2 separate regions of the Arabidopsis thaliana genome follow, and region 1 is linked to region 2. Evidence: chromatin contacts called from public capture Hi-C data. All regions are on one chromosome and are shown on one strand. The core of a region is the stretch at or near the end of the contact, and the rest is flanking DNA. Distances in the headings are between cores, read along the strand shown.

What was found. Capture Hi-C pulls out chosen DNA fragments and counts their contacts.
Region 1: a capture Hi-C map of seedling shows a contact between it and region 2, with 2.0 times the contacts expected there. A contact is called at or near these places in 1 of 26 Hi-C or Micro-C datasets (root) and 1 of 3 other capture datasets (seedling).

What each region holds. Positions count from the first base shown.
Region 1 is chr1:16,834,505-16,839,914 of TAIR10.1, reverse strand. ILL6 (IAA-amino acid hydrolase ILR1-like 6) reads left to right here and starts at 1,353. Exons shown (of 5, transcript NM_103546.4): 1 at 1,353-2,184; 2 at 2,851-2,976; 3 at 3,541-3,840; 4 at 3,916-4,044; 5 at 4,798-5,410. The coding sequence starts at 1,714. The coding sequence ends at 5,166.
Region 2 is chr1:16,614,336-16,619,764 of TAIR10.1, reverse strand. It overlaps SEU (SEUSS transcriptional co-regulator), which reads right to left and starts at 2,777. Exons shown (of 10, transcript NM_103511.4): 1 at 2,273-2,777; 2 at 928-2,153; 3 at 724-843; 4 at 523-571; 5 at 219-433; 6 at 63-131. The coding sequence starts at 1,893.

The sequences.
Region 1 (5,410 bases), core at 104-2,603, 220 kb before region 2:
ATTTTACTTTTTACGTCTAAAAAATATAAAATAATTCTATAAATTCTAAAATAATATGCAATAAAGATAGTCATTTTTATTATTATCAAATTTTAAAATTTTGATAAATAATATATCAAATCGAAGCTCTCGAGATAAAGAGTACAATAATATTTTAAAATTTTCAAAAATAAATATATGTGATTGTAAAAACGTTTACAATATATGTAAAATTGTAAAAATAGATTATATTACGTATTATTTTAGATTTTATAGAATTATTTGATATTTTTTAGATGTTAAGGATAAAACTGCAAAAATAGAAGACTGTTTTTTCATAAAACTCTATTAAAATATATTATAAATATTCGGCCATTTATAATCGGATTATATATATTTTCTGGTTTAATCAGTTTTCGCCGTTGTAATTTTTTACATGATTAATAATAGTCATTTGTAGATTGTAGGTTAAGCTTTCCATTTTAGAGCTTCTTTGACATTCTATCAAAGAGTATAGTTACCGGCAATGGGTGATACATGGCATTTGAGATCCCTACGAATATATTATATATCTTATTATCAAATCAAGTGTGCGACAAAAAAAAGAAGGATATAGATGAAATTCTATTATAATATAGTTATTTAATTTATATAATAAATTTCGTTTTGGTCCCCAACGAAAACTCACAATAGTATTTTCTAGAGTCAAACTATTCCTTTGGAATACAGACAAAAGTGTTACAACTTCTCAAATTGTCTTTTTAAAGTTTCAAGAATATAACCTTTCCATCTTTAACAAACAATATTATATTTGAAATAAACCAAGAAAAAAACAAAATTCTATATATATATATATACATAAAAAAAAAATTTTGCTATAGAAACACTTGAACAAAGCAAAAAAAAAAACCCAACATTTTAATATTATATAAAAAAAATAGATTTGAAAGTAGAGGTGTGAGTTTGATGATTACGTTCGGTTCGAGAAAATTAGGTGCCAAATAGAACAAAGTTTGTTTTAATTGCTTTGATTCAGTTTGCCAAATTTTTGTTTGAATTTGGTTCAGATTTGGATAGTTAAAATCATAATTAAAATAATTACTATTGATTAATTTAAATTCAAATGTAACTGATATTTATATATTCAAAAATTGTTTCTTAACTAATAAATTAGAAAATAAAATTTGATTCGAATGCGGAAATTCAATTCAATTTGCATTAGCCTGGCTCAATTTTTTTTTTTTTTTTTTTTTTTGGGTTCATTTGTAGATAATGGTTTTTTTTCAAAAGCCTCTAACTAAATTGTAGTCGAATGTTTATGTGGAATCTTTATGTGGTTTACATGTCTCAAACAAATTTTACATCTCATAGTTTGGCCATCCCATCCATAAACGTTTTAAATAACACAAAAATATCCGATTTTTTTTATAGATTCTCAATAACAAAAATCACCGGCAGAGAGAAAGAAAAAAGAGTGGATGAAATAAAATCTAAAGAGGCGTGTCAAGAGTAAACAAGTCTGAACAATTCTCCGTAGAAAGTGGTGGGTCTCTCCAGCCGTTACGATTCGACATCTAATTAACCCACGTGCCTAAATTACTCTCTCATATCTCTCTATCTTTACCTCCTTTATACCCACATGCCCAAATATCCTCTCTCTTCACTCAGCATCCTTTTATAACCAAAACAAACTTTATCTCCCTCTCTCTCTCTCACAGACAAGAACACAAAGTTATGGACAATCTCCGGAAACTTAATCTTCTCTCTGTCTCTCTAACCATAATCTTTGTCTCTCTTACCATAGCCACCAACTTACCTTTCTTTGAAGTGAAATATCCCAACAACAACCCTTTTGGGATGTTACTACGGCCGACACCGATCAAGAACCAATCCTTGGGTCTACCGGCTCATGTCGGGTCAGATGAGTGTCGGGTTTGGACCAAAGCATGTTCTGATGAGATTCTTAGGCTGACTTATCAGCCGGATAACGTTGCGTGGCTTAAACGCGTTAGGAGGACGATCCATGAGAACCCGGAGCTAGCGTTTGAGGAGTATGAGACTAGTAGGCTTATTAGGTCGGAGCTGGACCGTATGGGTATCATGTATAGATATCCGTTAGCGAAAACGGGTATTCGGGCTTGGATCGGATCCGGTGGACCGCCTTTTGTTGCGGTTCGGGCTGATATGGACGCACTACCTATTCAGGTAATCACAACAAAGAAAAGTTTATTTTTTCTAAATTATATGTTTTGATGTATTTACTTTTTCCTTTTGCATACATAGCTTAAAAACCTACGTTTACAAAATGTAGCTCGTAGTCTAATTGGGCCGACTATATTATACGTTACAAAATGTGGGACTAGGTCCATGTGACATAAAAAATATTATTCAAAAACACATGGTTTTCACGTGTGAGCACACTCTGAGAACCGCCCCTGTTTGTACTGTATGAAACAGTAAGACTTTTGTTTATGTTTTTCTTGTTAAGACTTTTTAGTTTTGAAGTATAGTTTTATGAAAGAAAAGTCAAAATGATTCAGAAATAATGCAAATTGTTTATACGTTAAATGTACAATATTTTGTGTTACCAATTATATTGGCACATAACAATGCTTAAACTAGTTTCATTATATTCTTTGTTCCATGTGACCATGTGAAATGTTCTATTTTTGGAAAGATTTTGTACTTATATTGGTAGTTACTCACTGACAGAGAGGCTAGCTGTGTCACATGATATACCAGATATGATGATAATGATAGATTGTGTGGTTGAGGTGATATGGTTTATACAGATAAGGCATAGAGATTTGTTAGGATTATTTTTATTTACTATATTGACATAATAATATTAGTTGTGTTAATGCAAAATAGGAAGCAGTTGAATGGGAACATATAAGCAAAGTTGCAGGCAAAATGCATGCATGTGGTCATGACGCACATGTGACTATGCTTCTTGGTGCTGCCCATATTCTTAAGGCTCGTGAACATCTTCTCAAGGTACTTCATCAAACTCTATGCTTTTTATACGAGTTAAGAGTTTTGGTGTTTTGGCTTAATTTTGGTTTTATGGGTTTCTTTTAATATTGGTTTTAGGAGTTTTCTTTTTTACACAAAGTATTGTGGCCTATATAAGGTATCTTCATCTTAATAAACAAAAAAACTCCCAAGAATTAACCTTAACTTCCAAGAGAGACTAGGGTTAAGAGAAAGTTTGCTTACATATTTCCTTTTTTCCCCACGTTAATCAACGGCTACGATTACAAGATCTAAGTCTAAGGCTTTGGCTCCTATCACTGTTTTTCATAACATTGTTTTATAACTTATTTAAAAGTGGATGAGATTTCTAAACTTTATTTCTTGGTGGGTCACTGTTTGTTGTGCTATAATGACAACTGATGTGAATTAATGATTTGCTTTTGAAGATAAGGGAAATCATTTAATTTTTATTTTATTTTTTTGGTGTAATAGAGGAGTTATGGTCTTTAGGCCCATGGTTTCGTTGGACCGGAGATCAAAGCAAATAAATTAGTCCCTTTTGTTGCATGTATGATTTTTTTATAGGGAACAGTGGTTCTGTTATTCCAACCGGCTGAAGAAGCTGGAAATGGTGCAAAGAATATGATCGAAGACGGAGCTTTGGATGACGTGGAGGCTATCTTCGCGGTCCATGTGTCCCATATCCATCCAACGGGTGTGATTGGATCAAGAAGTGGTCCTTTGCTCGCGGGATGTGGAATTTTCCGGGCGGTTATCACTTCGGAAGATAGCCGTGGCGCCGCTAATCTCCTTCTTGCAGCTTCTTCCGCGGTCATTAGTCTTCAAGGCATTGTATCCCGTGAAGCTAGTCCTCTTGACTCTCAGGTACTTCATAAAATCCACAACCAGATATTTGAAAATTTATAGCTTAATTCTGATTCCCATTTTCTCGAGTTGTAGGTTGTGTCGGTTACTTCATTTGATGGCGGTCATAGTCTCGATGTGGCGCCGGACACGGTGGTCCTCGGTGGTACTTTCAGAGCTTTTTCTAACTCAAGCTTCTACTACCTCAAGAAACGTATTCAAGAGGTGCGTACCATAGACCATAACCACTTAGATTAGGAATTTTTGTTTATTGCTATTTATTAAAAAGCGGGCCAAAACCAATGATTAAAAGGTTCCAACTATAATTCTCACATGACCAAACCAGTCCAAAATTAGGGCCCAAAATTTTTTAGACCCAGTTATACTTGAGAGTTGTATGCAAACCAAATGGACCAACCCGAACAGAACTGAAACCTAAACAGTAATTACTAAACTAGTACAACATTCATGCTTAGAAGCCTAAACAATAATTACTAAACCTAAACAGTAATTACTAAACTAATACAAAAAAAAATTTATAAAATAATTACAGATTTTAGTGTGATTGAATTAAACTTGAACTGAATAAACCAAAGCTTACAAAAATTGAATTTGAATTTCATATATATAGAAATAGATGTAGTTATAAAATATAACATAAATTTGTTTAATTATTGATATAATACGTTTGAATTTATTATTTTGCTAAAACCAAACTAAGGTGAATTACAAATAATGTTTATAAAGCTGATCAAATGGGAAAAAGAAAAAAAGAAAAACAAATTGTAAATCGCATTTTTCACTTCTATCTTTAACTTGGTACGAGACGGTCCGAAAATACATTGGTTGGACTTGGTGCTTGGTCTCATCAGGTTCTATGTCACACACAACAATCACAATGGACATTACAAATATTTTGTCTAGCTCCACTGTTATTGCAACACCATATTAAAAGATATGCGTCTTTTGTACCGGCAGGTACTCATGGATCAGGTCGGGGTTTTCGGTTGCCAAGCGACAGTGAACTTCTTTGAGAAGCAGAATGCGATATACCCGCCAACTACGAACAATGATGCAACATACAATCACTTGAAGAAAGTCACCATAGATTTGCTCGGAGATAGCCATTTCACCTTGGCTCCACAGATGATGGGAGCCGAAGATTTCGCCTTCTACTCAGAAATCATCCCAGCCGCTTTCTACTTCATTGGCATAAGAAATGAAGAACTCGGATCAGTCCACATTGCTCATTCACCACATTTCATGATCGATGAAGATAGTTTACCCGTTGGAGCCGCGGTTCATGCCGCCGTGGCTGAGAGATACTTAAATGATAAACATTCATAAGAGTAAAAACAATCTCCCCGGCTTTTTTTTGGGTGGTTATATTTCTAGGCGTTACGGAAATTATATTGTTCTTAATCTATCTTTGCTTGGAAATGTTTGTGAAGAGTAGTTTTTTTTTTTAAACGTGTAAACCGCATATTGCATATGGTGTATGGATTTTAGCTAAAGAGGTTAGAGTAAAAGATAGCTAGCGGTACAAAATCTTAGACAACTATTTTCTTGATATCATGAAATATTTGGACGT
Region 2 (5,429 bases), core at 1,528-4,027:
AAGGCCGCATCTCCAAAATAACTATATGTCAGAGCAATATGGTGAATCTTTCTGGAAGTTACCTGCGGTATCAAAAGTCTTCGTGGAATAAGCTCTTCATGCCGCCGAGCACAAAATTCCCAGGAGAATATCTGAGAAGGAACTTACAAGAATAAAGGGCTTGGAGAGAAAGTAATAGTATAATAATTTGCTGCGAAAGATAGAGTAGCTTGAAGAACCTTAAGATCTGGCGAGAAGACTATTCGAAGTTGGCCATCACGAACAACCCGAAGATGCTCAAAGACACTCTCTTGTGTTGCTTTTGCATACTCCAGGACAATTTGGCCAGATGAATTCTGGGACTCCCTTGGCATATCTACATATAACAGTTCTTCTAACGTCCCACTCTCATACTTAATCTTAAACAGCCGCGGAAGGACTTCGGCGGTTGCCTCTAAACAATGAAAGAGACAAAGCAGTAAGGAAGGAATATTTGATAAGATGTACAGGAAATTGTCTGCACTGATCATCTAAATAACATACCAAAACCACGTCCAGGCTTTCGGTTACATATCTCACAGTGCCACACATCCTGCAATGTTTGTGGAATAAAAATACTCATGTAAAGAGGTATAACATGAAACAAGTACGTAATTTATCCAGAATAACTGGCTCAGGTGCAAAAGACAAGCTCCTTTACAATTGTATTACAAACAAGATAAGTTCATTGAGCAGTAAACCAACCTGAGGGAAAACGCCTGTTGTTTGCCTGCCACTGCCATACATAGAGACGCACCATCTCTTTTTGGCATTAGGAGCAAAGTACTCAGCTACAAATTTTCTCCAGAACTCGATATTATTGTCCTGCATTTAATAGCAAGCACAAATGTCAATTATGAAGAAAAGCCATAGGCTGAAAGAAGTTAAATTTATGGTAAGAAGCTTTACTTCAGGCCTATGTTGTTGTCTGTACATATACTGTGTAAGACGCTGAGCACCCATGCCAGGTTCATACACTGGTTTCAGAGGTGGCCTTAGAGGTAAATTCTGCTGTTGGAACTGCTGTGGTAATTGAGGACGCTGTTGAGGCATAGATTTCAAGAGTTGCTGTTGTTGAAGTTGCATAAGTCTCTGCTGCTGAAATATGTTCATTTGAGCCTGCGGAGATTGCCCCGGCATTTGAAGAAATTGTTGTTGTTGTTGTTGCTGTTGTTGCCTCTGCTGTTGTTGGAGAAACAATGACTGCTCAGAATGTTGAGGTTCCATTTTCACTTGGGCCAAATTTCTCATGGCCTGAATTTGCTGCGGTTCCAACTTAACTGACCCTAGGTTTCTCAACATTTTCTGTTGCTGCTGTTGTACTTGACCATGCTGCTGATCATTCGAAACCTGACCAGGCTCCATCTTAACAGGTCCCACACCTGCTAATCCACCACCACGCACTGTCGAAAACTGCTGCTGCATTGACTGCTGCTGACCATGTTGAAAACTCTGCGTCTCCATTTTCTTATTCCGTTGTTGCTCAGCCAACAACTGGTTAGCCGAAACATTCGAAAACTGCTGACCCTGAACTTGACCTGATGAGCGCGGAGACACCATACTCGACGCATTAAAAGACGACAAACCACTAAACCCGACGTTAGACATCGGGTCAGACTCAGCACCACTTGTATCCATAGAAATCATAGAACCAGGGATACCATTTACAAAAGACTGATTATTGAGAAGAGAAGATATATTTGGAGCATTCCCAAGCATACTCATACTCATATTGTTACCAAACTGAGTACGCGGAGAGACAAGTGAAGGAAATGCTGGTTGAGAAGGAAGAGGAGCTCCTCCTTGTCCTCCTAATATCGAAGGCGGAACATTTTCACCACCCCCAACAGGATTAGGCGGCTCTGATGGTACCATACTCTTACTAATTCACAACTCCACAATCAACAAAGAAAGCAAGAAACAAAACTGACGACTTTATAAAACTCAGCTCTGTGTAGGAGCAAAGACGTATTCTTTCTGAGCAATGATAAGCTTCAGAGTCGTAAACACCACGGAAAGAGATGAATCTGAGTGATGAGATTCCGTATCGAACATTCTAGAACCAAACAACACTGTCTGTTGATTACTTACAGATCTAAATTAAGCAAATCTACTCCATTTCCAACTCTCACCACCTTAACAAAACAAAAGCATAATGTTAAGAACAAACCCAGAAAGAAAAAAACGAAACTTTGATCAAACCCTAATTGAGAAAAAAAACAGAGATTACTAGTGAGAATCTATAGAAACTTACCCAGAGGTGGAATTGAAGAATAAGTCTCTGATAAGACTCAAAACAAAGAGAATCGAACAAAAAGGAAGAGACTTTACACAACTAAAAATCTGAAAACTTCCGATGAACAAAATCTTGAAGAAATTTGAAGTCTTTTAGGGTTTTTTATTGATGGGTTTGGGGATAAAGAGACGAGAAGACAAAGAGAAACAAAAAGAAGTAGAAACAAATTTTCTCTGCCGCCTAGAAATTGTAGTTTCTGGGTTTTATTAAAAATTATACCTTTTTAAGCTTCACAGAGTAATTTGTGTCCTGTTCTTCGCTGTAGAGAGAGAGAGAGAAGAGAGAAAGAAGAAGATGAGAAGAGAGAGAATAGTGTCCTTGCGGACGTCAAAATTGTATTCGATCGGATTTATTTCATTCCCTTTCTTACTTTTTCTTTTTCAGTCTCTCTCTCTCTTCTTCTTCTTCTTCAAAGGAAGTCAATGACATGCCCTAGAAATGTTTTTTTTTTGTAATCACAATCTGGATTTTTTTTTTTTGTTAGCCACAAACATTTTTCTCTTTATTTTATTGGTTTTAGTGTTAAATTGTTATTTTTCCATTCAGAATACTATCACTTTTAAATACCTTAAGAAAAGTTTGATTTAGAAAGATATCAAAAGTTTAATATACACATCAATAGTGTTTTTTCTTAGAATGTAAAGTTTGGTTTAAAAGAACATAATGGAAATGACACTATTTTTATTTGTTTTTAGTTCTAAATTTGATATAGAAATTTTTCTTTCTTTTTTTGGTTTTAGTTTTAAATTTGATATAGAAATATATCAATATTTAATATATTACTACATTAATAGTGGTTTTTCTGTTTAAAGTTTATTTAAATGTGTAAATTTGGTTTGAGAGAGAGAATGGAAAACAAGACTATTTTTAAGAAAAAATATAATTATGGAACGACAACATAAAATTAATTTGAAAGCGGATTTATGTATGAGATTAAACAACTCGAGTTTGATCTTCATCCCTTGCTTAGATGATTTTTTTTTCCCATTCCCCTTATATATTCTTTTTCGTCTCAACTTTCTATCTTTTTTCTTTTGTTCAAGTTTTCTTAATTATTTTTGTCTACGCTTTTTAGATAATAAAAACTGCTTCTTATTTTCTTTATTTTATTGTCTACATGGTTTCATTACATAGAAGCTGAACTATAATAATCATGATGGTATTTTAAAGTTATAAAGCAAAGAAAATAAATATTATATACAAATGAAACTCCACAAGGAATTCTCACGGTTTAGAGTATTTGCATATTCATTTGTTTAATAAACCGTTTTCTATTAATATTAGAAAATATATAAAAAAAATAATTCAGTTTTTTAGTCTGATGTGTTGCAGATCATTTTCTAACATAAATATATTTAAAAGAAAAAATCAGACATGAGAGCATATATATGAACCATTGCTGAATATAAATCTTAAATACCTCATTTTTTCTGAACCTAATAATGCATGTAACCAATTTTAAGTCAAAAGCATTTTTTTGTGTGTTAAAATGTTAAATTTATTAGTCAACAAAAAGAAAAAATATGTATAAAGAGTTGAGAGAGTGCTTCACCCGGTTTAACAACACCACAAACCAAATAGCTTTTATATTGATTTAAATTACAATCACTAATGGTTAAAAAAACAGACTCATATATAGCCAAAGATATTGGTATTGCAAGAACTTCTCCTGCCATTGGAAACATGGTTGAATATTTTGATCTATTTATTTTTACTACCTTAAAACATGGTTGAGTATATCTGACTCGTCTTTTTGATATGTTTCCAACTCATTTACAGAAAGAAGATTGTAGACTTAAACTGGTCTATCAAACACTATACTCAAATTATCTCTACAAAATATTTATCAGCAAATTATTATTTCTCACACTTTAGATTACCTTATCCACGTATAAGTTTAAAGCTAAACAATGCAAATATCATTATATGAAAATGATCAAATATTTTAGCCACTATCAATATTTTATTGGCTTTTTCTATATCTTCTCAATATCTATCAAATTTGGATGTCATTGCATAAATCATATCTCTCAAATCTTACGTTAAACCCTAAATACCATACTTGATTGTTGTATATCTCATTGTAGTAACTATTTGATGTTACTTTATAGAAGAAGAGAATGTTAACATATGATTTAAAGGTTTTTTACTATATGACGCGGTATGTTCTAATCAATTGTTATTGAAGGTGACTTGTTTGATTAGAATAACTTTTTAAAAAATCTGTCGTCTTACAATTTATATCCATATATCATGTCAAATGCAAATTAATAATTCCACTTATTATCACAATCTAATACAATAATTCCTCTTGTGATTTTCACCCAACACTTAGATATTTCCAATCTTAAACTAGAAAATCTCACATATTCTTACAGTATTACGAACACTTATGATACTATTACTTAAGGTGTTTTTTGATTGGTAACACGCATAATGACATAACGGTGTTTTCTAATGCGATTATGCAAGAAGTTTGTCAATCAAGAAAAAATCTGCATAATTACATTAACAAACGCAAAAACGCAGAATTTGCACCCTAAAATTACAAGTAAAAATTCATTATGAAAGAAAGTGGGTATATAGTTGCTTATGTGCATAATAAATTGTTATTCTTATAAGCATACTAAATATTATTAATTGTAAAAGAAAAAAAATATAATTGTTTACACAAAATTATATAATTAATAATATATAAAAAAATTCACAACTTTAAAATAAATTTTAATTTTCTTATTTTTTTTTTTATCAAATATTACTTAAAATATATTAAACATTATTTTGTTTATTAAGTATATAATATTTTATTTTGCCATTATGCAAAATGTATTCAATCAACATATTTTAAACATAATTTCATTATACGGTTTTCCATTTTACAAATTTTCATTCTACAAATTTTTATTCTGCAACTTATACCATTATCCTATCATGCAATGTAACCAATCGGAGTCATACTAGGCCAACACTTGCACAATGTTTGGTTTTATTTATCCATAATTTGTTAGTTATAACAATTTATATTGGTCAAATTAATTTGATAAATAATTTTGGTGCTTTTTCTAATTATCGTTTTTATTTATTTCTCTAACACTCGACAAAATGATTCATTCTA